Linked DNA regions of Mus musculus: region 1 is linked to region 2. A link is a contact called in public HiChIP or PLAC-seq data. All regions are on one chromosome and are shown on one strand. The core of a region is the stretch at or near the end of the contact, and the rest is flanking DNA. Distances in the headings are between cores, read along the strand shown.

Region 1 (2,908 bases), core at 383-2,882, 310 kb after region 2:
GACAAGGAAGGCACCCAGCTAGTAGGTCTATCACACTGCTCTAAACATAGATGTGCTGCTCACCTCTACCTTCGGGGAAGGATCTGCCCCGCCCCCTCATTGCAGGGAGGAAAGCAGTAGCAGTGACAGCTCACAGGTGAGCCCTCACGGACATGGGGATGTCAAACCTCTCTGGACAGCTCCATGTGGTACCCCAGGGACAGTGTTCCAAGGCTACTCCAAAGCTCCCTGTTCCCTGAGTAGCTCTGAGCTCTCTCTCATGGCAGGCAGGTGACTATCCTCTGCCTAGTCCTGCTTCCTCCTGCTTATCTTCACATGTGGTGGCTTATAATCATTACAGAATACCCGACACTTCTCAGAAGTGGCACTGGGACCCCATCTGAGCTAACTGGTAAGTGGCAGAGAGGCCATGCAACCACTCACGGTGATAGCTCACACCAGGGCTGTAAGATGAGTGTGTGAGAGTGGCACCCAGTAGGGCCTCAACAAACGGGAGTTACTATACCATGGCCACAGCCCCACCAGATTCCTTGGGAAAATGCCAGGAGTACAGGCTCCCCAGCTTGGGCCAGGGTGGGGCTGAGGTTGGGAGAGGCTGTGGGTGTGGTGCAAAGGAAAGGAGAGTGCCACCAGGCCACCTAGCCTTCAAGAAGGAGAGCTAGAGACCCACAGAGAGACCAAACACCAGGAGCTGAGGGAAAGCAAGCAGGCAGGATGCATGTGCACTGTCAGAAACAGCCCAGCAAACCCTGTGCCTAGTATCTGGGTCCAAAGATTGTGTGGTACAAGAGGCCATGCATGGCACAGGCTGCAGCCCAGGAGTCCTGTGGAATCCATTAGATGGCTGGAGAGTCAATGCATTGTCCGGGTGTATCAACTACCTAAGTATCAACTTCCCTATGTGTCAACTACCTAGATCAACAATGACTGCGGGGGGGGGGGGGTGGGGGGTGGGGGGTGGGGGGGGGGGCGCACCCCTTCCTACGCATCTGCTGGTAGAGATGACTTTCTTCCTCTTAAATAGGCTTGCTTCTCCCTCTACTCTGAAAGTCCTTTCTGAAGTCCGACTTCCATCTCTTGGGCTTCACTGACATTCCCAGGGATTTGAGCATCTATTAGAGACTGGGCAGGGAAGAATAATTTGGCAATAGGGAGAAATTATCCACATCTTTATAGAGAGCATACAACTCCAGAACATCTGTACCTGTAACCAGACATGCCTACTCCTCATGGCCTTTCTCTCGGAGAAGGAATGCTGAGCTTGGGGACGGGTGGGGGGAGAATGTCCAAGGTAGAGATAAAAATAAAAGGGAGACCCTGTGTCCTCTGGAAATAGCCTCTCTCCCACCCTCTCTGGAGTCTCCCTTTTCGAGAACCCCAACTTACCCTTAAAGACAAAGTTATAATCTTCATCTGTTCGATTCCCCATCTTGGCTCAGCATGGAGAGTGAAGACGTTTGCAGGTGCAGAGGTCACGAGTCTGTTTATTGTTTAAATGGCCTCAACTCTCAGCTTTTAAGAGACCTGCACCTGGCTCCTCTCTCATTGGGGGAAAAGGACAAGAGGGCTCAGTTGAGGCCAGGAAGAGCCCCAGAGGCTCAGCTCTGGCACGTTTAGCTACTCTGTGGGAGCTGAGAGGACGGAAGCTGAGAACAGGAAGAGCTAGCCAGCTCCGCTGGGCACCTGGGGCACAGGTGGGTGGAGCGATGATGACGTCAGACAGGTTAAACAGGTTAGGTGTCTGCTCTTGGCCCACACTCCCCCAAATAAGAGGGCCTGGTCACAGAGGTAACAGTGGGTGAGGCTGCGGCGAGCCCGAGTGTACATTGCTGGGTTTTGGGGGTTCTAAGAAGGAGAGCTGCCACTGGGCTGAAGTAGACACGGGGTGGGGCAGAAACGTACCGGCCTCCAGCTTTCCCATCTCAGGTTTTGGTAAGGACACATACCGGGGGGCATCAGGGGAAGGGCTATCAGGGCAAGAAATGCAAGCTGGGCACAGCATCTCCCCACAATGCAGAGTTTTGGGAGCTGTACCAGCACGCAGCATCCGGCCCCTCCTTAACAGCCCCAGGCCAGGGAGGGGCAGCATTTCTCACACAGGTGGAGCTGGGACGCCACCTGCCCAGATGGGTCCCTTCCTAACATACAATAAACAGATTTACTACCTTCGTGGACGGATCTCAGAGACAAGGGCAGAAAGAGCTGGATGCGGTGAATATGGGTGCAGGATCTGAGATGAAGACCTTGAGGCCTTCTGGGGGTCAATCTTCTGACTGCCATGCTTGTATGTGGGACACACCTATCCACGCGTCATGTACGCAAACAGTAAATAAGTAAAGGCAATGCAGAGGAGTCTGCTGTGCTCACACACGATTTTTTTTTTTTTAAATTAAAACAAATGCTGCAGAGAGGATCATGAAAAGGTAGGGAAAGGAGCAGGAGCACTCCTTAAATTAGAAAGGGTGACCTCTATTTTCTGTGTCCAGCAAGAACAGGCATTTGCTCCTTTAGATCAGTCCCAGGTGCTGCAAAACGGGCGGGTGAGATTCTGCTCTGAGGGTTGAGTGAGCTCAGCAGCTAAGGGCACCGCTGCTCTTGCAGAAGACCCTGGTTAGGTTCTCAGCATAGCTCTCTCACAGCCACCTGCTAACTCTGGTTTCAGGGATATCTGATGCCCTTTACAGGCACAAGTGCAGACACACAAACAGTCAAAACACTCATGTACATAAAATAACCTAAACAATTTTTTCACACGGGTGTAGTGGCACATACCTTTAATCCCAGCACTTGGGAGGCAGAGGCAGACGGATTTCTGAGTTGGAGGCCAGCCTGGTCTACAAAGTGAATTCCAGGACAGCCAGGGTTATACAGAGAAATCCTGTCTCACAAAAACCAAAAAACAAATTGT
Region 2 (3,060 bases), core at 524-3,023:
CACCTTCCCTGTTCTGAAGCAATTCTGCAAAAGCCTCCAGCCAGCCAGGCCTGCCCTAATCCCCTGGAGTGGCAGGTGGGGGGCTAATGGCTAGTCCAGGATTGTGCCACCAGAACCCATGACCTCTGACCTTTGGGAGAGGCTGATGAGGATCAAAATGACATAGGCAGAGAACACCCATGAAAACAGTACAGGGGAGGGGAAGGCAGGGAGGGCAGGGGTGGGAAGGAAAGGGGGGGCAGGGATGGGGAGAAAAGGGGAGGGCCGACAGGACTGGTGAGCTGCAGTTTAAAGAGAGGTACATAAGAAAAATTGGATTTTACCTAACTTTTTCTTGAGGAAAATTTTGGCAAGTCACAGGGAAAACAGAATTGTGTGGGGAGCCTCCATGTTCCCACTTATCTACTGGTTAGCATCAGCAGCGGCCAGCCTGGCTGCCTTTGGACCCCTCTTCCTCCCTCTGGTGTTTCTAAGCACATTCTGAGTCTGTCTCCTTTCCAAGAGGTGTGATTACAGCCTAGCTCAAGGGATCCCAGGAAGGGGTCTTGGCAGTCATCTGGAGAAGGGTGAAGGGACAGGACAAAGGCACTGTAAATGACTTGCGTGTGTCTGGAGGTTCTCCGGCCTGCCTCACTCAGTGTACTTGAGAAGTCTCCTAGCTGCTGGGGAAACGGGAGCTGATGCCTTATCCCACAGGGGGGTTGTAGGAGAGTGTTCACTAAAGCAAAGCAGAGGCCAGAGACGAGGGTCAGGCTGCTCCCAGGCAGGGCTGAGCCCTTGGGAGCCATAACTGAAGAGGTCAGACAAGGACCCTAGGTGCCCAAGGTAGGGTGGTAGCTGGGAAGGTGGGCTGTCTTACAAAGAAGGCCACAGTGAAGGGGAGGGGTCTGAACCCAGATCTTGGCCATGTCTGCTGCTTCTGAACCCCAATATAAAGAAACCCCTGAATCCTGGACTGCTGGAGACAAGGAGGGCCAAGGGCCTGAATGGCCAACTGTTCTCTAAGGAAGGTTTAAGGACACTCCTCACCGTCACTTCCCTCCCAGGGTGATTACAGGGAAGAGGGGACACAAAGAGACCCTCCTCACCACCACCAGGGTGATTATAGGGAGAAGGACACAAAAGGCCCTCAGCTCCCATCCTCTGGCTGGATAATGGGCCATTCACATTGAGGGAACCCCAGTCCCACACCTGGCTCTCTTAGGCAGACCCCAACTGCCCCATTGTCCCAAGCCTGCCACTGTGCCTTGTACCCGGGTGTCAGCCATGGGAAGCCTAACACCCCAGCTGGGGCGGTCCTGGCCCTTCCCCCACCTCTTCAGCCACTTGGAGGCTCAGAACTGATTTGGTGGGGGAACGCCATTCATTCCACACTCCTCACTCAGAATTTTTCTCCGCTCAAAAGTCCTCAGAGAGAAGTCCTCACAGCTATGGGAAAATAGGAGAGAATAATTAGGAAAGCCATTAGCGTCTCAAGGCCCATCTGAGGGATTAAAGGATTAAAGGCCTTCTAACAGGTCTCTCCTCCTCGAAGATTTTTGCCAGAGCTTGTTTTCAGGACTTTTCCCTGGGTTGGGGGAGACCCTGGGTGGATCCTCTCTTCACAGCTGCAGGGAATCAAGACCCCCTAGTTATGTTCAGTTGGCCAGAAGAGAAGAGTGAGGCAAGCAGGTGTGAGCTGGCAGCTCCTTCTCAGGCTAGCCTGCACTGCCCTGCACCTCCACAGGGGGAGTAGAGAGGTGCAGAGGTCAGCGGGTCCCTCGTGGAAGCCCAGACAGGCTCCCTGGGAGCAGGTGCCCTGTGCTCCTCCAAAAGATCCCGGAGGGCTCAGCCTCTCCCACGCCCCCTGGTTCCAGCTGAGGGCAGGCAGGCTCTCTGCCCTTTCCCAAGGCAAACGGAGCCACTCTTTTCTGACTAGCCAGAGGCCGGAGGTCAAGGAAGGGTTTCTCAGGAAGAGCCGCTGTTTGCACTGAGTCATGGTCTCTGCCTTGCAGAACACAGTGAAGTCACTTCGTGGAATGTGAGCACGGGGATTCACAAATACAGATGAGGAGGCCCACAGAGCAGGCAGGACTCATTCTTTCTGAAGACAGGAAGGACAGTCCCTTGGAAGAGATGACCAGCATACATTTCTGAGTCTCCCTATTACACTCTTCTGGCCACCTGGTGGCGGCTTGGTGATTATCAGGTAACTGTTGCAATCAAAAGTGTGTTACCCAGTCCTGTTACAATCTATCTTGCTGTCCCACTGACATCTCAGTGCCCTCCTTAGGCCAGGCGCTGAAAACCCATGGTGAACATTCAAACATGTATCTGCCAGAGAAGAAAGCAAGCATACTCCCGACCAGACAGCACATGGAGTTACACAGTTGCCCAGAGCAGAGAGATACAATAGGATACACACTGAAGCTCCTGGAAAACCAGTCTCTGCATACAGCATCTTGACCCACTGCCTATGCTAAAGAAGAAAGACCCTAGCATGAGGCCAGCTCACATTCATACGCTGGCCTCCCTGGATTGGGGTGGGGATGGGGCGTCTGGAAATGCAGCTTGACCCTTCCACTTCTAAGGAAAGCTCACTACTAAATGCCTTCCAAGCCTCTGTACCTGCCAACCTTCAGCTAGCAAGTCCGAGAGAGAGAGAGAGAGAGAGAGAGAGAGAGAGAGAGAGAGAGAGAGAGAGAGAGCGCAGTGGTTCCCCAGATGCAGGTGGGCAGCACCCCTTGCTCAGCACCTTGCCAAAGGGCAGGTAATGGGTGTACACTAGCAATTGGGCACCACTAAGGCCCATGCTTCGTGGTTCTGGTTAGCAACTGCCAACAAGAAGCTCCCTGCTGGGACTGGGGTGTGCAGGAAGGCTAGGCGAGATGAATGGCCTGTAGCCTGGGTCATAACATAGGCAGACATCACCATAGCGCTGGGTGTCTGAGTAGAGCTGGGGTCTGGGGGGACCCTGCCCCACCCCAGGGTTCCTTGACCCTCCATGATACAGCCTCCTCCGGTGTTGGGGCAAAGTAAAGCATGAGAAATGGTGGGGAGGAGGGGCCTCTGTCTGCTTCT

Evidence for each region. HiChIP or PLAC-seq counts read pairs in DNA pulled down with a chosen protein or histone mark.
Region 1: a FOXA1 HiChIP or PLAC-seq map of pancreatic cancer cells shows a contact between it and region 2. The contact joins the promoter of Rab25 here to the enhancer-like site in region 2. A contact is called at or near these places in 2 of 39 promoter capture datasets (3T3-L1-derived adipocytes and fetal liver), 1 of 484 Hi-C or Micro-C datasets (embryonic stem cells), 5 of 115 datasets of contacts at active chromatin or transcription factors (embryonic stem cells and pancreatic cancer cells) and 1 of 9 other capture datasets (adipose tissue).

Annotation. Positions count from the first base shown.
Region 1 is chr3:88,546,647-88,549,554 of GRCm38.p6, forward strand. Rab25 (RAB25, member RAS oncogene family) reads right to left here and starts at 1,633. Exons shown (of 5, transcript NM_016899.4): 1 at 1,387-1,633. The coding sequence starts at 1,429.
Region 2 is chr3:88,235,953-88,239,012 of GRCm38.p6, forward strand. No RefSeq gene overlaps it. Among named protein-coding and RNA genes, the nearest start is that of Rhbg, 17 kb to the right of the region's middle. RefSeq lists an enhancer at 2,280-3,060. Within about 2 kb of position 1,774, at least 63 of the 459 cell types and tissues checked have an H3K27ac peak or open chromatin away from gene starts, as enhancers often do. A contact at or near this core is called in pancreatic cancer cells, where this site is marked.